Regions from separate parts of the Hordeum vulgare genome. Here region 2 is linked to region 1. A link is a contact called in public Hi-C data. All regions are on one chromosome and are shown on one strand. Each heading gives the region's core, a stretch centred on a gene start, on an enhancer-like site or on the middle of the called end of the contact. The rest is flanking DNA. Distances are from core to core; before and after follow the strand shown. Region 1 has its middle 290 kb from the start of LOC123449024. Region 2 has its middle 140 kb from the start of LOC123449025.

Region 1 (6,333 bases), core at 1,323-3,822:
AATTTCGTCAATATGCAACTCGTTGTGTATTGAGCCTCGGGGGCTACAACCATTGGGTGCGCTCAGTGCGCCCCCGCTCGAAGGATAGAAAAAAGAAAAGGGCTCCGCACCATACTAGATTATGTCAAACATACATAGAAAAAGACTACCGCCGACTGACCCAATCGACGGTAGCCTCGGGGACTACACCAAGTGGGTGCGCTCAGCGCGCCCCCACTATCACCTAGTGGGTGTGCCCGTGGGCATGCCCACTCGGGTTCCTTCCAAGGACCAGATTCAAAAGCAAGTTTGTGCATAAAGGACTCACCTGGACGTTCTTTGCCACAGCTTCACTCGCGTCGTAAGCCTCCTTCAACCACACAACCATCACGACCAGCTGAGCTAAGGCCTCCTTCAGGGAGGATCTAAAGTATCCCGGAGATCCCGCGCACTGTAACGTGACTACGACATCACATGTACGGAAATCGGGGCGTCGCCCCACTACTTCAACTACGCACGTCTCCGCCAAAATTGCTGCCCGCGCGCACTCCTTTGATTCAAAAATCGCGAAAAATCAGCCCCACCTCATGTCCCAAATGGATTCCGTATCCACAACGTGTGACGAGGTGAGTCGAATGATCTTTTCGCTCGTCCCCTTCCGGGACCCCAATCACTCGGGAAACCAATGAGGACGACCCGATCGTCCTTCCCTCTATACAGGCAGGGGTTCGTCCCCACTCGCCGATTGACAACACGGAGTTCCGAAATCCCGTATGCCAATTCATTGAATCTATCTTCTCGAAAGATATTTTGTCATCGCCAATTGCAGTCGTACCCGTATGACTGGTCAGTCGGAATTCGTCACTCTTGAATCCGTGGAGGTTTGCGAAGAGTCCGAATGACGCGGCCCGAGCCGCAACCCTAAGACCTCCAAGGACATCGAGGGGAGTCATTCACTCGGTCTGCAAAACCTCAACCAAATGGGGGGCTATTGATGGGTTATACATTAGGGGTAGGCCTACGGACCTATTTCCTTGGGCCTATCTAGGACCCCCTCTATGGACATGAGTGTCCTTAAAGTCGCCAAGACAACCTCGACCTCACTCGGTTCAGCAACCGCCACTCGGTCTGCCTGGAGTCACTCGGACCCCCTTTGCGCCAGTCGGATGAGGCATGCCACTCGGACTACAACAAGGTGAAGGCACTGAGGAGGTGGCAACGGCTAAGGACTTAATCCACCACATGAAGTGCAGTGAAGATTCACGTTACGAGTAACACCAAGAGTTAAAGCTGTCGTTTCTAGTAACTTCCTTCTTTATTACCATTTATTGTCTTGTAATGGTGTTCGGCCGGTCGTGGCAACCACTATATAAGACACTCCCGGGCACCGGCTCAAGGGTTCAGCACTTGTAATCTTTTACACCCTCCATAAGAAAACATCACCCTCAGGGCTCGAGACGTAGGGCTATTACCACTTTCGAGTAAGGCCTCAACTCGTAAATCCGAGTGCATCCACTGTGTCAAGCTAGACTTCGTCCCTTAGTTCGTACCCATGGTACTATTGTCGGGATCATTCCGAGGACAGTACACGTGCGTCTTCGCTCGAGAGCAAAATCGGGCGGTCCGTGAAATGGTCGGACTACTATCGAAGGAGGAGGAGTTGAGCGACGACAAGGACAGCTCCGACGAGGAGCAGATCCGTCTCGATGTGTACTGCATCTTCGATCGGTACTTCGACGAGAAGGATGACAAGAGCTGTGGGAAGGGCAATGGCACCCGTGGATGATCTCCATCATAGCCAAACATACCAAATTTTAATAGTCTGACGGCATGTTAATAGTGATGGAGTAGTCGAACGATGTGTGTAATGGATTAATGTAGTAGTTGCACGAATTATATGAATTTAAGATATGAAATTTGAGATGCCCGGTTGTAAAACGCATTATTTAAGATGTGACTGGTCAGTGTATTCGAACACTTCCGGGCGTCCGCGAGCGTAGAAGGGCCCATATTAGCAGGTTCCGGATGTAGATTCTTTTACCGTACATTTCATTAAACATTGTTTTTAATACAACTTCGTTTTCTTTTGCTGAGTTTAACACGGATGTGATTTCTTCATGAAACTTCATACACGAGTATACAAATTGACTATGCGTATTATAAAAATAAATCCATATTTTTTTGATATTTCTAACATATTTCTGAATTTGCTGTTCATCAAATCCGCGTCCGTGTAGCCTGCCGCTGCGCCGGCGGCGCTGCATTCTGCGGGAGTATTCACCCGAATTACCAGCACGGCGTGGCCAGGCAGGCCAGCGAGCAATGACCGTCGAGTGGTGTCCGCAGGGAGAGGGTCGCGGGAGAGTTGACATCAAACAACCCCGACAGCAACGGCACGTACGTATGGCGTGCCGCGTTGGGTGGCTGCGCGACGCCCGCGCGCCCTGCGCCACCCGTTGGCCGCGGGCGGCGCTGGTCCCCTGCCACTCGCCGCGCTCCGCGCTGCTGACTTTCGCCCGGTGCGCGCTCACATACGCCCATAAATTAAGCACATGTGATGAACCCCGTCCACGGCTTCGTCATCCTTTGATCGGATCAGCGAGCGTGACGGGTCGATTTTGGATGGTCCGTGCATGCCTCGTACTACAGTTTTGCTCCTCGCCCTCCCAAAAGGCCGCGCTCGTTCGTTCGCGGAAGAGAAATATCTCCCCCCTCCCACCAGACGATCCCGCCGACACGCGAGATGAATCATCATTTGCCTCCCATGCCGCGCGCCATCTCTTCGCGGTCCCACATGTCAGTACTCTACTGTGGCGCTGCAATTTTTTACAGCACGGACAGATCGTGCTTCCGCTGCCTTTCACTACTTTATTACGTTTATTACAGGTCGTTGTTCTGTCGTTAGATCAAAAAAATCAGGACGCGTGCAAAAGAACGACGATCTGTGGGGGAATTTTGACACGGCATCATCAAAAAAGATCCAGCAGAGCGGAGCGGGCTTTTGACTCTGTCTGCCAGCGAGCGAGCCTTAATCAGCATGTGATCTTGGCACTTTTGGACGGAAGAGTACGGAAGCTCAGTTTTTCTACTAGGATTTTCATTACAATTGCTCATGACATTAGATGAGATTAGATTAGATTAGGCAGGGCGGGGCGGGCGGGCGATGTGTCACGCGTGGAAGGAACCTATATAGGCAAAGCCAAGTGAAACCAAACCACGTACCCGAAGGCAACAAAAGCGCAAGCATCCTTGTCCGGTAGCACGGACTCGTACGCCCTACGTACCACGAATAACAACGGCAGTGCACGGCTGCGTGCGATTCAAGCGGAGCCACCAGCCAATAATTCTGCATCGCAGCTGCCAGTGAGCTGCGATGCACAATGCATGCCAGCCAGCCAGGCAGGCAGGCACCGCACTGCTGCACTAGCTAACCAAATGCAGGACCCAAACGGGCCAAGCCAAGCCAAGCCATGAGTAATAACAACAAATCCTTCTCCTCCTCTTTTTTTTCTTGTGTTTCCTTTTCTTTTAGATAGCGAGCAGAAGCGACGACAATACTGTTCTCTCTCCCGATCGATCTCACGAGCAGAGCAGTGGCCCGTCCCGTCCCGTTCGGCGCGGGCCCACGCGTGCTCCCAGATGCTGGCTGCCAATGTCAGGAACGGCACGTCCAAACACGTCCCAGTCCGTCCGGTGCAAGCGCTAATCTATAATTCATTCATTCCTTGGTTTTGAGCGAGCGCAGCCTCTTGAGTCTTGAAATTTGTTCGGCTTGGATGCTTATCGCGCGGGCAGCATTATTGGGAGAATTAGGGATAAGATCGGCCTGTGTTTGATTATTACTGAAGACGCAGGGAATGGAAGCATCCCGCGGGTCAATAATTCAGAGCCAGCACATCGGGCTACGGATGGATGGATGGCGTGCGGCCGATGCCCTGCTGCCTGCGATGACCGGCTAATCATTGGCGGCCATTTGTGTATCTTAATCACTCGCCTCCGTTTTTCTACTAGGAACGTAGCAGCAGCAGCGTGCCATGCAATGCATAATAGCCTTGTTTATTGGCGTCTTAAGGCGTGTCTGACTGCCAGTGCCAGGTCGTCCAGCACTCATTGAGCCCGGCAGTACTGCTGTCCATTTGTTGCTGCTTGGAAGGAAGCAACACGCTGCGAGGCTTTTGGTTCCGAAATTGTTGATTTTGCAGGCGCGTTGGATGGGGCTCTCCAGCTCCGTGAGAGCTATGCTGGTGATTTGCATGGAAGGCTAACCATCCCCTGGTAGGGGTAGGGCTGCAGACTTGCAGTGAATCCAGTAGATCAAAATTTTCTTTCAAGAGGTCAAGAACAGGCTCTCAGAACAATCTGCGAAACAGTCTAGGTTTCAGAGAAAATTGATAATGTCAGACATGTTTAAAAGCACGTGTGTGTGTGTGTGTGAACTGTGATCAACTTCAACTGCCCGCTCCTCTTTGATCGAGCAAAGAACATGCATGCTTCCGCGCAGTTCCAATGGCTCACGCGCAGCGCGTTGCCTTGCCAACAACTACTGCTAACCACCTACTAGCAGAGAAGGCTGGGCCATGTGTTTCGACTAGCATGTATGAACACATGAAGTTTCGTGCAAGGTGTGGGTGCTGATTCCGGCCGCCATGTAAATGTAATGCTACTACAAAACTATCGTCGGCGAGTGTCAAACCAGAAATAGTACGTACGTAGCAAGGAAGGCGAGACGAGTGGAAATATTAAACGTTGATTCCGAGCAGAGCAGTAAACCGCGGTTGGGTTGGTGTCACGGTGTGTACGTACGCAACTACTCTACTACTAACACGCTGCAATAATTTGACCACGACCTTGACCTATGGAATGCAAGGGCACTCGAGAAGACGTCTACATAACGCTATAGTTAATTTTGTTTATGCCAGTGATAGAGTATGATCGATGCCTCCGTTTTGCTTTGTTTATAGGGGCGGTCAATGTTAAAGATGGGAAGGCTCGCTTGGTGTATTTGGGAACTGGAATTGCAAAAACTATTTAAGGGTCCCTGTGGAGTTCAGACAAACTGCCTATGGACAAAATGGCGTCCCCACTCCTGTTCAGACTGCCATAGTTATTCTGCACTACTGCATCAACATATACAGCTTGATAAACAAAGTGTCATTTGGAGCAGTAGAGAATAAACAAGAGGTCTCATCAAGCAACTGACAGTTTTTTTTTGTTTAGTGCCCACTAGCTAATGTAGTACCCCTCTCCCAATGTTATTTTCGAAAACGAAGTTCTCTTCATTATAGTACGCCTCCATCGTGCCATTGGTCCTTCTGATTTCAGCATTTTGGGGTTTCTCCTTGTGACGGCCCTGTCAATGCGTCAAATACGCAGCTTTCAGTTTCAGACACTGTGGCGTCTCTAAATCCCAGCACAGTGGGTTTTATTTTTTTGTCGTCACGGACGACTAACCGTCACATCATCAAGCCTCGATTCCACCGGAAACGACAATGTCTGCACTGGTCGCGCGTCAGAACACGGAGATTGTGCGTCGAAAGAACACTGGTTACTTTGCCAGATTCAAACATCCCTGATGTTACACGGCCAATAGCTGGCTCGCAGTGTCTGCACTGCCGCTGCACCAGAAGGCACCCGCACCGCACGGATGCATGCAGTGAATGGCGATCCGGTTTGGAAAAAAGATAGACGTGGTGAAGCCGTTGATCTGAAAGTTGCAGCAGGGATTGCATAGATGGTGGCCGATGATGATGAGATGGTGGTATAGTGGCCTGTGTTCTGAGTGGCGTTCAGCATTTCAGCTGGATGCAGTTTAGGCAGCGCTGGGCTAGCATGGGTGTTTGCTTCTTTCCGTGCTGTTTTGAAGCAAGACTTTTCGTCCCCTATTATTAGCCTTGATGGATATCTTCCGGCTGTTAATTGGCGAAGAGAATGCTGTCATCCAGGACCATGGCGGGAGCTAATACTGCACGGCACAGCCTGGACTTCCCTTTCGAAATTATTCTGAAGTCTGGAAGATGAACTCGTGAACATGCCAAATAATCTGGTGAAAGATCACAGGAGCATTGTTCCGTTCTTGTGCGTCTCCTTGTTCTGCCGTTTCCAACTTTCGCATGGCGACCCATCACGAAGATTCGTATCTGCACCATCCACGCGGGGGTTGAACGAGACACAACTGAAGTCTTTGTAGAGAACTAGAGACCATCTCATTGGTGTGATGTGGTATTCTGGTCTCGGCCGCACCTTTCGTATTTTCCTGTCAATGCCTCAAGGTGCAAGGCAGAGATCAGTGGAAGATCTCATAGACATCAGTTATTGGGCAATGGCTTCAGGCATATGACTACGCCGTACGCAAAT
Region 2 (6,333 bases), core at 1,918-4,417, 170 kb after region 1:
CCTGCTGCTCATTGTTGTACGCTTCTTGGCTGCTAGAACTTTCATCCATATGTTATTAAGGGTGTCTTGTTCGGCTTTGATATGGTTTTATTTCATCTTGAGGCTTCAGGCGGTGGCTATGAGCTCTCGCTTGAACCGCTCTTGATCCAACGGGTCTTCAGGGACAATGAAGTCCTTGTCTCCAAGGTTATCCTCCTCTTTAGAGGGAGGGAGATAGTTCCTGTCTTTGGAGTCATTGAGGTCCTCGGTATTATCCCGACCCTCGCACCCCTCCGAATCATCAAGCTGTTGTTCAGGGGCAGCAGGGGCAGTGGGGTCTTCCGGATTGTTCGTGGTGTCGGTTACTCTGATGCATGTGTTGCTTCCTATACCCTTGTGCCTCTTGGATCATTTGTGTTGTCGTGACGCTTGGGTAGCTCCTCGTCGTTCTTCCTTGTGGTGCCATCACCCTTATCGTTAGGCATCATAAGTAGAGGTGGCTATCCACCGTCCAGTGGTGGTAGGTGCAGTGGCGTCGACATCTTCATTTATGGCCTCGACTTCTTTCGAGGATTCCAGCATATCGGTTAAGTCTTCGATAGTGGCTATCAAGTGGATGGTCGGTGGGACGTAAAATTCCCCGTGTCCTGCCTCAAGACCGATCTGGGCATAGATCGAGGATGGGTCACCTGTAGTGTACATAGTCTCGATCTGAGCCAGCATCTCGTTTAACATCAAAAATTAGTCACACTATCTTCTAGAATTTTTGCACAGTCGATCTCCGGTGTGTTGGCATGGGGAACGTGCTCGGCCAAGCGAATGAGCATCTCCTCCCTCCGGCCTCACTCGGATGAGGTCGCGGTTCGTAGATCAGTGACGGAAGACCCGGATCCGCACCCCGCCATGCCGGAGAAAGGGGAGATCACTGAAAATGAGCTTGAAGGCGGAGGGGAGGGGAGTGAAGTGGAGTGGTTAGGGTTTAGTTCAACAATCGGATGGGAAAGAATATATTTAAAATGAGGGTTGGTCAACGTGGGCCGCATCCAATAAGGTGGACGCGTCTGGCCTCTCATATTTCTCATTATATTTAGGTTGTATATGAGGTATACCGATCAACTCAGTCGTCATTTGAGGTCGGTGAGACGTCCTTCTACGGGTTTTTTTATCACTAACCGAGCGCCTGCTCGAAAGTTTGAGCGGTTTGTGGCACCCCGCTGCACAGGGATCCATCACACAGGATGTTGATGAGCATGTGTCAAACAGTGCGCGGGTGTGTGATTGGCGTACCACACAACTACACGAGTATTGCTCTATTGAAAGCGGGATAATTGATGTTCAGGCCAGCAAGTCAGCGTTTGGGCATGGTAGTATGCTCTCGCAGACCGCAGTACATGTGCCTGATAATGATGGCATAATGCATTGTTTGTATTCCGGGAGCATTGGCGGATTGATTTTTGCTCGTCCTGCCGCGTCATTTCAGCAAACAGCTCGAAGATATTATCACTGTTGCGTTGCGCCACCTCCACGAGTATATGGTTTATTTTTCTTGTCCCACAACATCCCTCCAACACGGCAACACCGCGTGCGAGCGTGGTTTTTTGCTTGTCCCGTTATCTCAAGTTCTTGATTCGACGAGCGACCATGACCGAATTATAAGATGACTCAGTCACTATAGTGTCCGGTTTGGAACCGTTTTAGAAGGCTCTAAGGACATCTACACCTGGACCGCTTAAACCCGGCTCAAACGTCCGGGTGACACGTTAGATCTCTGATCGGTTATAAAAAAATCGATCGAACCGACTTCTTCATACCCATATGAAACGTTTAGATTGACCGGCATCCCTCATATTCATCTCAAATATGGAAACAATATGAGTACTTGCGGACGCGCCCGCGCACGTTCGATCAGTCCGTCACGTAGCGCGCCAGCCCATCCCGGACCATCTTTTTTCTTTCTTTCTTTATTCATTTCTTTCTCCCTTTTCTTATTCATCAATCATATGCAAGTGATCGGACGTATAAGAAAAATCACGAAAGATGCAACTGCACAGATATAAACATAGGGGTTGAAAACGGTCAAGCCCGGTCATTGACCGGTGCTTCCGCAAACGTTTGAGGGGTTGAATTTACAAAGTTCGGTAATAGATGCTCTAACCGGTTTTGTAAACTTTCTAAATGTTCTTGATCCGGGTGTCATTGCTTTTTTCTGTTTCTTTTCTCTTTCTATTTCTTTTCCATTTATTCTGTTAGGTTTTTTCTTTTTCTGTTTTTCTCCCTTTTTATTTCATTTTTTCTATTTCATTTATAAAATTCCTTTTTCTTCTCTTTCCTGTTCCTGAGTATTTCAAATTCGTTCAACCATTCAAAAAAAATTCATATTTTCAAAAGCTGATTTGTTTATTGTTTTCACAAACTTGAAAAATGGTCTTACATTTTCAATGTTCTCCTATCAAAAAATGTTCACAAGTACAAAAAATGTTTGCGCTTTCATATTTTGTTCTGGAGTTTCGGAAAATGTTTCCGTTTCTAAATTCATTCATAAATTTTCCAAAAATGTTCATACTTTCAAATTTTCTTCACGAGTTTCGAAAAAATTTATCGTAATTTCCAAAATATGTTTATCCGCCAAATTTTGTTTGGTAATTTCAAAAAAACGTTTGCAAATTTTAGAAATTGTTCATGTTTTAAACTTTTGATTGGAAGCTTCAAAAATTGTTTTTATTTTTAAATATTGTTCCCATTTTTTTTGTAAAATTTTCAAGCCTCCAATATTTGTTTTACAATTTCAAAAAAGTCCAGTTTTCAAAAACAATGTAATTGTTTTTTTAAATTGCGCCGGGGGGCGTTAAAAATATGTTCCATTTGCAAAAGTTGTTTGCATTTTTCGAAATGTTTGTGGTTTTACAAATTTTATTATCTATTTCTGAAAGTGTTCGCAGTTTCATACAAGAATCATTTTTTCTCTCAAAATAATGTGTTGCATCAGAATTTTAAAAACGGCTCGGGTTTCGGGTTCACTCCTTTTGGAGTACATTCTCTTTTTCAAGTGCAACAACTTCTGTTTCTGTTTTGTCTTTTGAACTAAGCTATGGTTTCTATTTTGTACGCTAGTCACATTGGCTGTCTTAGTCGGGAGACCCGCATGTGCAGGCGGTCGACATTCTGTCGCACAGAGTGGTATATAGTAGCTTCGAGCGACCTCACACGGTGTCCTGGCTTCGCACAAAGCAGGAGGGGATCGATTTCAAATGGGCTGGTCTATTTAGCTGGGTTGAATCACCCGGTTTTGGGAAGTTTTCCAGACTGTTTTTTTCGGTTTTGGAAAAAAATTAGAAGGTTCTCTCAACCGTTTATTTTTATTTTAATTTTTTTTATTAATTTTTTCTTTCTGTTTCTGTCTCAAAAAATATTTTGGATTTTCAAAAAAATGTTTTTGGTTTTCAAAAAATGCTTTGGGTTTAAACAAAAAATACTTTAAAAAATTATTCTTGGTTTCAAAATTTGTTCAAAATTTATTCGGGATTTTCGAAAATTGTTTCCTTTTTCAAAATTTTGTTCGAAAGATTGTTCACGGTCCCAAATCTGTTCAGTACTTTTCAAAATTGTTCTTGGTTTTAAAATTTGTTCTGACAATTCAAAAATATTCGCGCTTTAAAAAATTGTTCGTGCTTTCAAATTTGTTCTTTAATTTAAAAAACATTCATGTTTACAAAAAATATTAAGAAATTAAACGTTTGTTTGTTTTGATAAAAAAACAAAAACGGTAAGAAAAACGAGCCAAAAAACAAAAAAAAATGAGCAGAAAACAAATAAGAAACAGAAAACAAAAAGGGAAAAAGGGAAATTATACGATTTTTGTAGATAAAAATACTGGACCGGGCCAGTCGGGCGCCCCCTCTGCGTGTGAGCGCCCCCCTGTGGCAGCGAGCGGCTGGTAGGAGTTCCCCTCAACTGGCAACTACGGTGGGAAAAACCGTATTCACCACTACGTGCGAAGCGGTATCGGGGTTTCGCATAGAGCGGGAGTGGGAGGGGGTTGGCGGGCTGGAACGCCCCGGTTTTGGAAACCTTCTAGAGGTTCCGAGTCGATTTTTTCAGGTTTTGGGAAGCTTCTAGAAAGTTCCCAAAACCGTTTTTTTTTCTTTTCCATTTTTTTAAAAAATAATCTGTTTTTTTTGTTTTCAGTTTCACAAAATGTTTTGGATTTTTAAAAATGTTTTTGGATTTTCAAAAAAATATTCTCGATTTTAAGGAATGTTCTACATTTTCCAAAAATTGTTCTTGTTTTCAAAATTGTTCTTAAGATTCAAATTTGTTCTTGGTTTCAAAAATTTGATCTTAAGATTCAACAAATATTCATTTTTTCTAAAAATTGTTCGCCTAATCAAATTTGTTTGAGTTTTTTTAAACTTTGTTCTAGACTAAAAAAATATTCATGCTTCAGAAAATTGTTCGCACTTTCAAATTTGTTCAAGAATTTTCAAATTGTTCTCAGTTTCAGAAATTGTTCTCAATATTCAAAAACTATTTGTGTTTTAAAAAATTATTCCCACTTCCAAATTTATTCAGGGTTTTTTAAAAAAAATCTCCATTTCAAAATGTTGTTCTCAAGATTCAAAATATGTGCGTACTTTATAAAATTGTTCGAGTTTCCAAAATTGTTCTATGGTTCAAAATTTGTTCTCAAGATTCAAAAAATGTTCGTGCTTTCAAAAATTGTTCATGATTTTTTAAAATTGTTCTCGGTGTCAAAATTTGTTATCAAAATTACAAAATTGTTCGTTCTTTAGAAATTTGTTCGCCCTTTCAAATTTGTTCGGGGTTTTCGAAAATTGTTCTCCTTTTCAAATCTTTGTTCTCAAGATTCAAAAAATGAGCCTGCTTTAAAAAATTATTTGCGCTTCTAAATTTGTTCACGATTTTTCAAAATTGTTCTCGGTTTCAAAATTTATTCTCAAAATTCGAAAAATGTTTGTGCTTTAATAATTTGATCGCAATTTTTAATTTGTTCTGGATTTTGTCAAAATTATTCTTATTCGCAAAATTTTATTCTCAAGATTCAAAAAAAGTTCATGCTTTAGAAAATTGTTTGCATTTCTAAATTTGTACACAATTTTTCAAAATTCTACTTCAAATTTGAGAAATGTTTTTGCTACAAATACGAAAGGAACGAAAAAAAGAAAAAACCTATCCAAAAAAGAAAAAAATAAAGGAAATAAGCAGAAAAGGGAAAAAGAAACAGAAAAAAACAATATATTTTTTGAGAAAACAATAAGCTGGGTCGGCCCTGTTGGGGCGAGCCCGTTTGCGCCGCAGCTCGTCCCTCCTGCAACGAGCAGGAGGTAGAAGCTCCCACCACGATGCTTCGGGTACTCAAATCATCAAAGAGCCCAACTGGATGAGAGCTTCGAGGCCTACAGCCTGGTCTATGCGCAACCTTGAGCTTTTCTTTTCCTTTCTCTTTCTTCTTTTCTTTTTCATACTATTTATTAGGTTTTCTGTTTTTGCCTCTTTAGTTGTTATGATTTCAAGAACTTTTCATGGTTTTAAGAATATGTTATACGATTATATAAAATATTCACAAATGTAGAACATGTTCCTAGATTTCAAAAAATATATCACTAGTAGGCAAAAGATCCCAAAATTTAAATTATTTATGAATTTGAAAAATGATCCACATTTAGAAAATGAAGAAATTTACTTTTATTCATGAATTTAATAAAATTTCATGAATTAATAAACATGATTGCCAATTCAGAAAAATTGTCATTTTTCACATTTGAAGAAGTGTTCATGTGTTTCAAAAATTATTCACGAGTTCAAAAATTTTAACGAATTTAAAAACAAAGTCCTAAGTTGTAATGCGGTATGACATGGAATTTGGTGAAGGCCTCACGTCCCAAAAGAGCGTGATAACCCTTATGAAAGGGTACAATGTTGAATACAAGTTCTTCGGATCTCTAGTTCTCATGGGTACGGAATACCACGTCGAGATAAACTCGTCATGTGCATTGAACCTCTCTTTCGGGGATAATCCCTCGAAAGGTCATGTGGCTTTGTTCGACGTGAGACCTATCGAACTGCATTTTATCCAAAGTATCCTCATTGATGAGGTTTAAGCCGTTGCCGCCGTCCATTAGTACTTTGCACATCTTAAAGCCGTCTATAATGGGGTTGAGGAGCAAAGCGGAAGGTGTTCGGCTGGACCGCATTCCCAGTTAGTCTTCCTCGCCGAAAGTTATCGGTGTATTCGTCCATGAGTTCGTTGTTGCCACCTGGAACATATGGTCGAGTTCTCGAAGAGCTCTCTTCCTCTGATTTTTTGAGGAGAACGTCTCATAAATTGTTAAGACT

The links. A called contact is a pair of places that touch in the nucleus more often than the background predicts.
Region 2: a contact with region 1 is called in a Hi-C map of leaf, with 9 times the contacts expected there. The contact joins two enhancer-like sites. A contact is called at or near these places in 3 of 6 Hi-C or Micro-C datasets (leaf and seedling).

The regions. Positions count from the first base shown.
Region 1 is chr4H:477,134,524-477,140,856 of MorexV3_pseudomolecules_assembly, forward strand. No RefSeq gene overlaps it. Among protein-coding and RNA genes, the nearest start is that of LOC123449024, 290 kb to the left of the region's middle. Within about 2 kb of position 2,573, at least 3 of the 3 cell types and tissues checked have open chromatin away from gene starts, as enhancers often do. A contact at or near this core is called in leaf and seedling, where this site is marked.
Region 2 is chr4H:477,305,329-477,311,661 of MorexV3_pseudomolecules_assembly, forward strand. No RefSeq gene overlaps it. Among protein-coding and RNA genes, the nearest start is that of LOC123449025, 140 kb to the right of the region's middle. Within about 2 kb of position 3,168, at least 3 of the 3 cell types and tissues checked have open chromatin away from gene starts, as enhancers often do. A contact at or near this core is called in leaf and seedling, where this site is marked.